Regions from separate parts of the Arachis hypogaea genome. Here region 2 is linked to region 1. Evidence: chromatin contacts called from public Hi-C data. All regions are on one chromosome and are shown on one strand. Each heading gives the region's core, a stretch centred on a gene start, on an enhancer-like site or on the middle of the called end of the contact. The rest is flanking DNA. Distances are from core to core; before and after follow the strand shown. Region 1 has its middle 25 kb from the start of LOC112782117. Region 2 holds the start of LOC112776756 (auxin-responsive protein IAA14).

Region 1 (7,543 bases), core at 1,214-3,713:
TTGAATGAAGCATCAACAAAAGCTAACAACCATGAGCTTAAATTGTAATCTTGTAGCATCCATTTAAAGTTAAAGAGACTGTACTAGCCAATTTCGCTTCATTAGAAGCAAATTGTTGAGGAACGTTATCTAAATAGATGTTCTTAAAGATTATGACCTCTGATGGTGAACATTGCTTGTTGTTGCCATGTTAAAAAATTGTTAATAAGTTTATCAAGCATAGAACTAAAAAGCGTTTTAGAATTTGCAGAAGTGGTGGTGACTAAAGCTATGGATCTAAATACTAAGCTCTGAATACCATGTAAGAGAAGCTACATTGTAAAAAAAGAGACTAAAAAAAGAACAAAAGAGAGTAAAGAGAAAATAAAGATGATGAGAATTTGAAGTATCAATTCATTCATTGAGTATTTTATTGATTGTTGTTACAAGTGATAGGGAGAATTCCCTTATATACTGCATGGTTACAAACACACATACATCAGTTGACTTGTGATACAAGTAATGCAAAGTCTGTTATTTTTCATATGTCAATTTTGGAAATTCTTGAACTGCCATTAACGATGCATTTATTTATAGTTACGGGACACTGAGATAGGAACATAGACACAAAATTATGTTTAATAGATAAAATATGGACAGAGATATTATATCCAGAGACAGTGAATTAACGTATTTTATATCCTTTCTGATAAAAAAGAGACAAAGACACTAACAAAAAATATAATTTATTTTTTATTTTTCTTTCATTATTTTTATCAAATTTTTATAATTATAATTTTTATTATTATATTTTTTTTATTTATTTTTGTTTATTACTAAATAAAATATAAAAAAATTAATTTTTATATCCTATTTTTTTTATCTTATTCTGTTTTCAAAATTAAATATAGCCTTAACAGAATTTAGGTCAGTCTTCATACTACTCTCTATAGTTTTCATGTATAAAATTCTTCTAAGACATAATAACCGCCACAAAAGTTTAAATGCAATTTCGTCTAAGATCTCCATGTTCTTTTCATCTTGCTATTTCCCCTTCCTTTTCCATTTAATTAAATTCGTTGGATGTTAGAAAGCAAAATAAAATAATTCTTCGGACATCGCCAAGGCCCGACAGAAATGCATATATTATATATTTTTATCACTCATATTTTTTTAATGGGGTAGATTCTCTTCTAGGAACCTTCCATTAAGCTATTAGCACATGCATTTTAGTGAACAATTATAACATGTTGTATAGTAATTAAACAATTGCTATCGCATCTTGGATTAATTATCATGGAATAAAAGCACATGAAATCATTTCTATCCCATGCCAATGTATATACATATTTCAAGTTAAAATTAATAGATTATGCCAAAAATGAAAATGCTAGTGGAGCTAGTATACAATTCCTGCGGGCTTTAATTTGGCAAGGAAAATAATGTGAACATTAGCAACGAAATTGGAATGCAAATACAAAGAACCACCGAGGCCATATATGATGAAGTACTAGAGGCCTCTTTATGATATGAGTGCCATGAAATTTTTTTTCTTAAATATTTAAAGTGATAGGAGGAGATATAAATAATTATATTTTTAGTACGTTCGTTTTACATAAAAGTTTTATTTTGAATTTACATGAATTTTTGTATAAACTTTTATTTTAGGGTTTTATAAAAATTAAATTCTAAACGTTTCATATATAAAAGTTTAATATCATATAATAAAGCTATTTTAAAAAAAATTAATTAAATTAATAAAAAATATATAAATAATTATATTTTTAATTTTATATCATTAATAATTATATTTCTAATACATCTCTCACACAAAAGTTACTTTTGGCCTTGCATAAATTTTGCATAGGCATTCTTTTATCTTTTTTATTTGCTTTATACTTTTTTTCAATTATAGAAACTCTCATATCATATCATGATACAATTTTTTCTCAAAATCTTAAATTAATAAAAAAAGACACATGAATAGTTATATCTCGAATGTCTTGAAAGTGTGAATTATACTTTATACATATAACAATTTTCAAATACGCAAAAACGAATTATTTATGGATGGTAAATATTGTAAGAAATATTTTTATTTTATTTTTTTTAAGAAAAATGGGGTTGCAAGAGAGGGTGTAACATACAGCAAATCTTGAAGCTTCTCCAGCAGAGCACATGATAGATGATGAAGGACTACATCATTTTCATATCATAACTATATAGCTTTTTAGGGCATGGTGATTACTTAGAGACAGGTCACATCGCCTAAGAGCAAGAAACATCTCAAACCCTAGCTGTGCCCTTGCCATGTCAACATCCCTTCCTTAACCCCATCTTGGATTGTTTCTTTCTAACCTACCTCAATGATAAGTATCCATTGGATTCATATCATCTTGGCCACATATTCTAAGAGAACTTGGCGAAGATGGACTTGTCCAAAAATAAAAACATACTCTTTTCGTCTTTTAGAGTTCAGAAATCCTCAATGGGGTCTTAATCACAAAAGAATACAAGAAGCCAATTTTTGGTGCAGGGAAATCCCATGCATATCCTTATCTAATTTGGACAGTGACTCTAATTTTAGATAATCCCATATTCCACATTTTACACCACATTATGTATTTTTATTAGCTAAGGGAATTTTTAAGAGTAGTGGTCCTAATTAGTTATTATTATTATATCTATATTTTGTTGTAAGGTCAATAAAAACCTGGTCAAACTTTAAGTGGTCCTGTGGTCAAAAACGTAATACCTGGAGAATAGTGTGTGCGAGTAGGGACACAAGAAGAGGAAGAAAATTTATTAGGTAGGCACAACCTATCTATCACAAGCAGCACTACTTAATTGAATAATTCAATGTGTAAGGTGACTTATTAAGCTATGTTAACATGTCGGCTAAAATTTTTATTACATATGAAAATACTAGTCAACAGTTACGTTTACTATTGATCAATGATTGATTGAAAAGATCAACTTATTTGGGCATATTAAGAAAATTATAGTACTCTCTTCTATTTTATATTATACAAAATATATCTTAAATTAAGAAACTTAATTTCCCCCTCTAGGATGATCTGATCTGCCATCGGATCATTTCGAAAATGATTGAAGTAATGGATAAGAATTTAAACTGAAGCAGTGGTAACAAATGAACTAGTCGTCAAAGGATGCTTTTGATGGATTTATTAAAATTGAAAAAGTGATCACATGTTTCTAAATTTTTAATATTTTAAATGTGTTATGAAATTATTTCTCTTAAAAATTTAAACTGCTAGAATAAAATACATAAATGATTATATCTCTATAAAAATAAATTCATGCAAAAATGATGATGTGTGTAGTTCTTTTTAATTGTGTCCATTTCGTAGTATAAGCTTTAATTATTTTTTATCTTTCATATAATATTTTTCTTGGAGCTAAACTTATTTTAATTATAAAAGAAATGGAAAGTGTTATTTGCAATAATTCTTTTGGAGACATTTTGTAAGATTCCCTTAAATATCACTAGTTGAAAATGTTAACGACTTGTTCTTAAACAATGTCTTAATTATATTTATAATATGGATCAAAGTTCACTCGTACCTAGCTCATATAGTGCGCGGAAGGATATTCAAACTCTTCTAATGCCACGGTGTTATCCTTAAGCAATATGAAAACTTTAGTTTGGGATGTACACTGGTCCGATTAGTTTGAGTTTAGAAAAAAAATAAGAATCGAATCAATAAAAATTAATTGGTTCAGGATAGATCGAATAAGAGGTTTTTTTAAGTGAATTTAAACCAATCTAAACTGATTAAATTCAAGTTAGATTAATTCGGATAATCAAGCATTTGATTAAAAATTAAATTTAGAAAAAGTAGAAAAAATTCAGAAAAAAAAAACTTTCTATAATATGTAACAGTAAAAATAAAAAATAAAAAACAAAAAATAGGTGAATTACAAACTAAAATATATCATCATATTTATACTTAAAAAAAACATCTAATATTCATAGTTTGAACATTTTTAAATATTTAAAATTGTACAAAAAAATATCGTAAAATAAACCACATAATGTTAGTTATTAAGTTCTTTAAGCATCACAAAATAAACTGACAAGAGAGGAGAACACAGGGTGGTGACTACTGATTACTAAAGAATTTTTTTTTGGGGGGGGGGGTAAGGTGATAAAATTAGTATATATATTTTAATTTTATAATATAATATAACATTAATCGGATAATCAGATTAATTCAAATTCTACAATTATAAAATTAATAGCAGAATTAATTAAGGTCAGATTTAATCAAATCCAATTATTCGATGAGTACAAAATCAATTAAATCGAATTGAGTTAGTTTTGATCTGATAATTGAATTATCCGTAGTCGTAAAACATTGGTAACTTTATTCCAGTTTCATGTCATGTGAATTTTACCAGGTTAGTTATTAAATTCTTAATTGACTAAACTTTGATGACATGTTCAAAATTAAAAAAATTAACTTTATTTGGTTAAACAAAAATTTTATGTGTACATAAAGATTGGTTACTAACACAAATATATATATATATATATATATATATATATATAACTATTTTTAATATATATTTTATACGAATAATTAATTTAATAATTAATTTTTTTGTTTATATATAATATAATTGTTAGTTAAAGGATAATTTTTTGACATGAAAAGTAAATTTAAGCTTTTATTATTTAAAATATATTTTTAAACAATGTTTGAAACCGGGATTTTAACGTTTAAAAAGTAATGATGTTTGTACATTAAATTTTTCTAAACATTTAAACATTCTTTCACACAAAACAAGAATGAGATCCTCTAAGATGTCCTTCTACCTTTTGTTTCTCTTTCTTTTTTTTTCCCTCTTTTTATTTTTGATTTTTGTTATATTTTACTTTTTTTTTTCGTGTTTAAAGGCATACTACCACTTTTAAAGTAATACATATATCTTTATTCTCATTTAAAAAATTCAGAAACATCCCTTAAATTTAACATATTCCATAAAATATAAAATAATATAAGAATTAAGTACAATTTTAATTCCTGTGATTTTATTAATCGAAAATTAAAATTATTCTTAAAAAAATTTTATGTTTAAAATAATTTTTACTATTTATTTTATTTTAAAACCATTTTCTGCAGTCACAAACTTTGCTAAGGACAAAATTACTCTTTTTCTGTGTGGAGAGAGTGGAGAGAGAGAGATTAACCAGAGAAAGAAAGAGGAAGAAGCTAAAGAAGCGATAATAGTGATGACAACAACTGTAACTTCAATTGTGAAATTCTCTTTCTTTGTCTTTCTCTCTCCAACAATGACATTGTTGGAAATAAATAGTATGATCATAATTCAATTAATTATGTGTCAAATAATATGATATTGTTATTATATTAAAATGTTAATATAATAAGGTTTTTGGTTAAATTTAGAAATTTATCATTATGATAGTGATCATCATAATATTGAGAGATAAATCTTTTATAATTTAATCTAAATTATTCTTGGTCATAGGATTATTAAAAAAGACATGATAATCTAGAAAGATCAATATATATATAATGGTCTTCATTAGATAAAAATTAATGGATCTCATTTATTAAATTATATATATATATATATATATAGATATGACCATTAAACTGACTCACTTTGAGAATTCCTAATAGTTATAATAATTACCGCATATTTGTGAATATGATATTCTCAAAATGAACATAGTAATAAAGTTCCTTTGACTTGCGACTATCATAGTAATTGATAATGTATTTATTATACTTTGATTTCGGACACCTAATACCCTAGGATGCTAGTTGAATGGACATTGAGTATGATTTAAATACTTGTACAATTAATGATTAGTCAATAAAGAATCTGTCAACTCTGGGTAAAGAGTTTGAGCTCTATGATTATAATAACTGAGATAAATAAAACCTTGACCAAGGAGATTGAATGAATGAAGAAATAAGTTTCTTAAGTTATTCATAGTTCATTATAATAATGGCAACAAGTTAGAGTTTGACAATTAAACCGTACTCTAAATGTTAACCAAGAGTTGGAAAGATAGAATGAACTATACTTTATTCTTCTCGGGTTCTTAGTAAAAATATATTACTTCATACTATCAGGTCGTTAAGGAGTGTTGTTAGACGCCAACTTTGATTAGTAAATTTAGTATGACTAATTTACTACCCACTTAGTATTGAACATGTGGGATCATACACTAACGAATGTTCTAATCTTTGCTTTAGAATTATTTAATTATTATTTTGATTTGATCAAATAAATAATTATAGTAATTCAAATATAATATTATTATTTTATTCTTTGCTAGCACCAAGAATATAATAATAGTATGATAATTGAAAATACTAAATGAGATTTGAGAATAATTAGTTATTCTATTTCTAAATTTGAATTATAAATTTGGATAAAATCCTAACTGATTCTATTTCAAATTTAATTATGATATGTTTCATAAATTTGAAAGATTCAAATTTAAAATCAGTAACAAATCTCATACTATATATATGTATGCCATGAGTAGAGAAAAAAGATGAGAATAAAAACACAAGAGTTTTATTCTTTTACCTCTACACACATAAACGTGTGTGAGCCTAATTCTTGGAGAAGAATTTTATGGCGTGTAAAGAGTTGCAAGAGGTTTCTCAATTTAGATCAGATGTCCGTTGGTCAAGGAGTTGACAGCAAAGGTTGGTCTCGGTATGGATACGCATAGCACCTTCGTACCATCGAAGGAGAAAGTGATTTTTACTAGCGTATACAGGTATTTAGATCTGATCTATATATTGTTTATTTGAATAAAATTTAAGCACAAAATAGATCTTTATGATTACTTTCTTTTCTTCCGCTGCGTGTTATGAATACATGGTAATCCTTCAACATCAACTTCAATGACAGAAATAACACCAGCTCATGGTAGAGGCAGAATCCAGTGTGAACTCCAACAACAACAATGACGACAGCAGCGTCATCACCGAAGAATCACCAGTGACAAGGTCTCACACTTTCACAAGTGCATTATCATCGGCAGAGATAATTCGAAGCCGATGCAATTTTGGGTAGTGAACACCAGGCTTACATGCGACTTGAGGTGGCGGTGGGCTACTGCCAACATCAAATACTTGGGCGTCAAAGGAGCTAATGACGTCCTTGAAGGATGAGATAGTGGTAGTTGGTGAATGGAGATGGTCGTTTTTGGGGTTTGTAGATTGAAAGGATGGCAAAGTGTGTAGTGGTAAACAGATGAAGAGAGGAAGAAAGAAGGTGAAAGAAGGGACTACGATGAGGTTTTGAATTTGAGTGCTCTTGAAGGAGGATTAGTATTTTGATTCCGAATTTGATTTTAGGTTCTGATTTTGGGTCAGTTTTTGTTTAGGCTTGATTGGAAAGACTTTTTTGTGGAAGAATTAGAAAAAAATAAAAAAAAAATTGGGAACCTGAGAATGATAGTGAGTGGGAAGAAGAAGGGTATTTTTTATTCAAAAATTAATGAAGGAAGATTTTAAAACAAAATTTAATGTTAGGGATGATGTTGAAAGCA
Region 2 (6,921 bases), core at 3,201-5,700, 81 kb before region 1:
ATTAGAACTATTTACATACACCCTACATAATTGAGCAATGCAATTTACTTATGAAACGTAAGAAATAACACACACATATATTTATATTGCTCGACACAAAATTAAACTTCTAAGATTGGTTGTTGGACCTTATTCCAACCCATCCCCTGAATCTCTCAGATCTTACTTGGACATAAAATATATATCATTGATGAGATATTTCTAAGTACAATCGCTTTTTTTTATATATAACAAATCCCATATAATAATGGATATTTCCTAGAAAGCTAGGACATAAGGCTGTCACAATGTCCGATCCAAGAATTCTTTTATACTTTACATACATTTAATGGAATGTGTACGTATACATATAATATATCATTGACTCTATCACCAATCAAATAATAATATTATTGTTATTGATCCCATAAATAAAATTGTTTAGTACTACGACAATAAATTAAAGTACTCCTATATTATATATATGAAACATGCAAGTGCTACTAGTCATCACTATTCTTCATAATGATAATAATAAATGATATTCCAACCACATTCACTCACCAACCCTACATTCATCCAGTTAATACGCATTTGATTTTTGCAAAAATTGATACCATAGAAGACAAGGTACAATAAAACAAATGGCCATAAACGAAGCTCCATCAACATGCACATGGCCTTGTTCCCTCTCTCACTTGTGAACCATATAAACAATTTAATATACCTTCCTGTTCCAGCCAAGACATCAATAATTTTGGGGTACACAAAAATTAATTTAAAGCACACAAAAAGGCAAAAAAAATTATAAATAACAATAATGATATACATATACCTATACATATACAATACATACATTATGAGGAATCTCTTAATAAAGGGAAGAATAATAAAGTAATATGCATTAATATTCAATAATAATAATAATTAAGCACATATACAACACAATAATAATCATGACAGCAAATGAAGGATAATAATAATAATAATAATAATAATAATAATAATAATAATAATAATAATAATAATAATAATAATAAACAAGCCAGACTAGTATTATAGGTTAAGTTTATTGCTTCTTGTTCCATTACAAATGCCCCCATCATCATCACCATCACAGGCTCCTTAAAATTAAAAGTTGAATCTATATACCAACAATAATAATACAAAAAACACAGACAAATGCCAAACTAACAATAAGTAAATAAAAACATATGTCCCAGCAGCAGAAGTGCTATGGTGGATTCATATATATTTTTATAGGGTAAACTTTGGTACGGATTCTGATCATATATATATAGAACATGTATTGGACCAGCAGCTTCAGCTTCAGCTTCTGCTTTTGCATTTCTCCATGGCCCTCGGCGCTGAAAGTTCACAGGAAAGCATGCCAATATTAGATTCACTTGCCAGAAAGTGGTGTATAATAATATATATTATCTAAAATAATAACTATGAAGAATCATGATTGTTAGTATTTTCCTATTTGGGTTTCATAATAATGATGACTTCCATATATATTAAAGCAAAATTAAATGAATGAAAAGAAAAAGTTGATGTAACCAAACATATGATCAATAATTCATACCAAGCCCAATAGCTTCTGATCCTTTCATTATTCGCAGACGCTTGCATGATCCAACAAACATCCTTCACAAAAAGTAAATAACTTAGGTTAATTTCATGGGTCTCTATGTGTTGAAGTAAAAAAAAACTCTTAAATTAAAAGCATGTTTCTAAATAACCTCTTAATAATCAAAGTTTTTTTAATTAGATAAAAATTTCTAATCCACATGAGTAATTAATTAGTAAATAATACATTTAATTTTCTTTTTGATAATAATAAGTACAATACTTAAATGTTTGTATATATATATAAATAAAGGAAATAGCACCTAGCTAATTAAATAAAGGTCAATATATAAAAAAGAAATTATATTGAAAGTAAACAAAAATAGTTATATTTTAGATTTTCAAAATAAATAATTTGGTGATAATTTCCTAACTGTGTATTTGAATGAACGAGTGTTATGAAAACTGTAATCAAATTGTAGAGAGGAGAGAGTAGTGGTGGTGGTGGCGGCAACGACGGCGGTGGTGGTGAGATGAAGGTAATAGAAACTTACTCCCATGGGACATCACCCACGAGCATCCAGTCACCATCCTTATCTTCATAGGTTGGCACATACTCAGAGCTGTTCAGAAGATCCATCAACTTGCTCTCATTCATGAAATCAATCATTCCTTGGGACCCATAGTTACCTTCATCAATTACAATAATAACACCCTAATTTAATAATATTATTATTATCAATAATAGTACTACTTAATCATTCACACCCAAATAAAACCCAGGCCACAATCATACACAATTATACATATGCCTAGCTGTAAGTCTGTAACCCCAGAATGTAACAATTCTAACAAATATGTATATAAATTAAATTAAACATATTACTAATTAATAGCACCATCAACACAGATTCCCATGCATCAAAGAAACAAATTTAAAAACTATTATTATATGAATTTAATTTTCAGCATATAAACAATGCATTAAAATTAATTTTTTATTTCATTATATATAATAATAATAATAGTAACTTTGTAATTTTATGTGCTATTTTCTTTCATATTATTATATACACGTTCAGTCTCATCAAAGTTGAACTAATAATAGAGCTTTTGGAGGTCTAAGTAATTGAATTAAACTCATAAAATTTAAATAAATTTAAACGATAATAGAGAACTGATAAAGTGTAAAAATGGTAAATCGAATTTGGAGATCTAAACTAAGAAATATGAATATGGATATGGTACTAACCCATGGTGAAGGAGCTGAACATTTTGGCCAAGGCATCAGATAAGTCTTGGTAGCTTTTGTACATTGTCAGGTCGACCTTGCGAAGGTAAGGAGCTCCATCCATGGAGACCTTCACAAATGAACCACCAGTAGAAGCTGCGGTGGTGGCTGCAGCGGCGGCGCTGCTTGTTGTCTTCTCAGTGGTGGCGCTGCCATTGTTATTTTCCTCAGTGCTCACCTTTTGTGCCATCATGTTCTTTCTGTATGACCTCACTGGTGGCCATCCAACTACTTGAGCTCTGATCATCGTCATAATAATAATATTTTCATATTCAGTTAAATTCATCAAATTAATGTATTAAAAATATGATTTTTTATATCAATTTAAATTTTTAAGAGAAGTTATAAACAAAAAGTCTAGAGTGTCATCTTTAACTTGTTTTCATTCAAAAGAAAAAAAAAAGTAGTACAAAAAAATCTATACAAAAATTTAAATATACCTTAAAAAACTCCTATTTAAAAAAAATATGTTAAAAATATAAGTATATTCATGTCCTTTATCGATTTAAATTTTTAAAAAAGAATAATTTTATTATATAACGAAATAAGGGAGATGAAAGGAATTAATTAAGGGAAACATACTTAGCGGGTGGCTTGGCAGGGTCCTTAAGGAGAGTCTTCTCCTTTGGAACATTCTTCAGATTCTCATTCAGATCTTCCTTGTTAGTATCATTGCCTTGAAGGTTAAGCTTCAGATCAACCGTCTCAGAGAACCCTCTCTTCCCGGTGGCTCTCGGAGTTTCTGCCGTTGCCGTGTCTCCGCCTCCGCCTCCGCCTCCGCCTCCGCCGGGCAGGCCAAGGCAAAGCTCAGTCTCCTTCAGATTCAAGCCATGCTCCTTTGCCAACATAGTTGCCATTTTTGGCTCTACCGTTATCAAATGGAACTCTCTCAGCTTCTTTTCTAATTCTAATTTCTCTTTCTCTTTCTCTTTGCTCTCTCAAACTGTTTCTTATGAATATGGTGTTCTCTTCTTTCTATTATAATGCTTTCTTGGTTTGGCTATATAGAAATTGGAAGCAGTAGAGAGAGAGAGAGAATGTGATAGCCCCTCAATAATATAGGCCCTTTGAGGAACTTGTGCTTGTGACTGCATGTGTATGTCATATCATGTTTGGATCCAATTGCATGCTGACACCTGGACATATATGGGGCGTTGATCTTTGCAAATGGGTAGGCTTAACGGACTCTTTCACATGACTATTATAGCCAATTTGTTTTTAATAATCTACTTAAATAAGTATTAAAGAGTTAAATTTTATCTTATGTATATAATAATTTTTTTGAGTCTATATATATATATATAATAATTTATTAGTTAATAATAAATTTTTAAATGATAATTTTAATTAATAATAAATTAATTTTTAATTTATCAAATCAAAAAATATTGTTAAAAAATTACAACTATTATGTTATGATAGTTACAGTAATTAGATAATTGTGTTATTAAAATAATAATTTTTTAATATTTAATTTTTTTAACTTTAAAAATAAAAAAATTATAATATAAAAAATGTGGTTATAAGTTTAAAATTTTTAAATATTATTAAATTTATATAATCACTAAAAATTAAAAAATATAAAGTACACTGAAATTCCAAAGATAACAAAATAGTCGTGTCGATAAAAAAAAAAAAAAAATTTATATATAATATATAGTTGAACAATTATTTCTCCTTTGATGATAAACGGGATTATTATTTGAGGGTACCTACCAAAATGTTAATGGCTTCCAAAATATGTCTCCCCAAATGTACTAATCAACCTTTGTTGTAATTTTCAAGGCACATGCATGGCACTTGGTCTTGTTAGTTTTCCGTCTTCTGCTGTCCTCTCATTTGAGGACTGGTTACCATGTTTAGTTATCTAAAATAGTGCACCCTCTATAATTTCTTTCTCTGTCATCTTCACTAGGAAATGAATATATAATGTAATTAATATATACATGTAATTTTGGAAATTTCCATGCGCGGATATATCATGATTATTTACCACCTCAAATAGTTGGATCATATGTTTAAAGTTTGTCCACTTAAAGTTTTATAATATGTTCAATTTTCAATATAGATTATTGATGATAAGCTTTAATCTTAGATATTAATGTGGAATACATATATATTCTTACATCAAAAAATATAACACAGGCAGCCTAATCTAATAATTATATCTATGAATAATTCTATAATTTTAATTAATAACTTCAAAATTACACAAAAATAATTTAACTATTGCTCTAAAACTTTTCTCCTCTTAATAAGTTTACATATATGTTCGTGCGTGAAATTTCGAACAATTCTTTAAATATATAATTTTGGACTAACTACGGCTTGATTTAGTAAACTTTTTATTTTTTAAAAAATAATCTATGAAAATTATCTTTTAAAAGATTATCTTTTTCTTTTAAGTTGTACCATCTCTATTTAATAAATCAAACTAAAAATAACTTTCAATAAACATAAAAAAACAATTGCATTTAAAAAATAATTTTTAAAATTTAAAAAGATTATAATAAACATAAATATAAGATTATATCAGATTGTTTAATTTTAATAAATATAAACCAACTTAAAAAACTCTTTATTAAACACATTCAACTTTTAAAATTAAAATTACAAACATAAGTACATTATTTTTTTATTTACTAAATATAAAACAAGGTATTTATATTTTTAAAAAGAACAAATAACTCTTCAAAACGTTTTAAACCAAGTCTGGCCAAAATATCTCCTAATAGATTCTAAATTTAAGAGAAAAACTCAAGGGTTAATAATTTTATTTTATATTGACTAATATTTTTAGTCATCAACTCAATATTTTTAGTTTAGTAACCTAATAATATACTTTTAGACTTTAGCCAATATTTTTCAATAATAGTAACTAATTATAAATTATTGACCAAAAATAATAAAATTCTATTAGTCCTCTAACATTACTCTAAATTTTATTCACTCAAAAGGTGAGTATTATTTTGAGAATTTAAAGCAAAGAATTATTTTTACATTAAGGTATAAATAACTATATATATTATTATAATATATATCTATTACATTTTTTATAGATGCCATTAATTAAAACCAATGCTATCGAATATACTCACTTTTAGAGTTTGTACTCGATGCCTCCGGTATGAGTTGAGTGATAGATCGAAAATTTGCGAGTCGAGACGGATGCCGGGCTATCTCACTGGAGCAATGAGGGGGGAAGCAATGAGGGGGGAAGGTACCTGTAAAGACACTCCGACGCTTAAGTCAGAATGGATCTAAGAGGTATAAGGTGTGTAGAATGAGTGAATACCTGGAGGGACCTGGATTCTTTATTTATAGGTGATGGTAGTTATCTTATCTTATCTTGTTTGGCTAAGATAAGGGAGACGTTTGAATTCAAAAGTTGGTTAGAAGTTCTAATAGATCAGTTTCGGACATTCTGAAAGGGTAATGTGATTCGGATCCGGATTACATACCGAGTTTAGAAGTTATGCCGGATGTAGAATCTGTGGGTCCGATCCGTAACAGAGTTCATAGAATTCATTTTGATAACTATTTAAAACATATAATTATTTTAAGAGACAAAAATTAAAATGATTCCTTAGATTTTATCATAGTTATCAGAATAGAATAAATGACTAAATTAGTCAAATTATTGATTTATTAGTTTAATTAATATAAATTACTGATTAAACCGAAAGAACCAATTCTTTATAAATAAAAAATATAAAATAATCAAAATTAAAAATTAAAATTTAAATACATATCCTCACTAATATTTTAAGAACAATCAAGTCTCAACAAATTATAATCAACAAGTTATAATTTAATTATTATTAAATAATTATATAAAAATTTTGTATTTTTTATAATAAAAATTTTTAATTTTATTTTTATATTAAAGTAACTATTTTTTATTTTAATAACTAACTAATTGATTTATATTTATTATATTCTTATATACTATATATATTTATTAAAAAATAATATTAATAAATATCATATAATCATAAAAAGAAAAATTATATTATAATTAATAAAAATATTTGATATTTTTTAGTTATACGTATTTAATAATATTTATATTTATATTA

The links. A called contact is a pair of places that touch in the nucleus more often than the background predicts.
Region 2: a Hi-C map of leaf shows a contact between it and region 1, with 2.0 times the contacts expected there. The contact joins the promoter of LOC112776756 here to the enhancer-like site in region 1. A contact is called at or near these places in 2 of 8 Hi-C or Micro-C datasets (both in leaf).

The regions. Positions count from the first base shown.
Region 1 is chr19:118,578,296-118,585,838 of arahy.Tifrunner.gnm2.J5K5, reverse strand. No RefSeq gene overlaps it. Among protein-coding and RNA genes, the nearest start is that of LOC112782117, 25 kb to the right of the region's middle. Within about 2 kb of position 2,463, at least 1 of the 3 cell types and tissues checked has open chromatin away from gene starts, as enhancers often do.
Region 2 is chr19:118,661,535-118,668,455 of arahy.Tifrunner.gnm2.J5K5, reverse strand. LOC112776756 (auxin-responsive protein IAA14) reads right to left here and starts at 4,450. Exons shown (of 5, transcript XM_025820996.2): 1 at 3,425-4,450; 2 at 2,804-3,081; 3 at 2,106-2,241; 4 at 1,568-1,629; 5 at 1,011-1,346. The coding sequence starts at 3,699. The coding sequence ends at 1,309.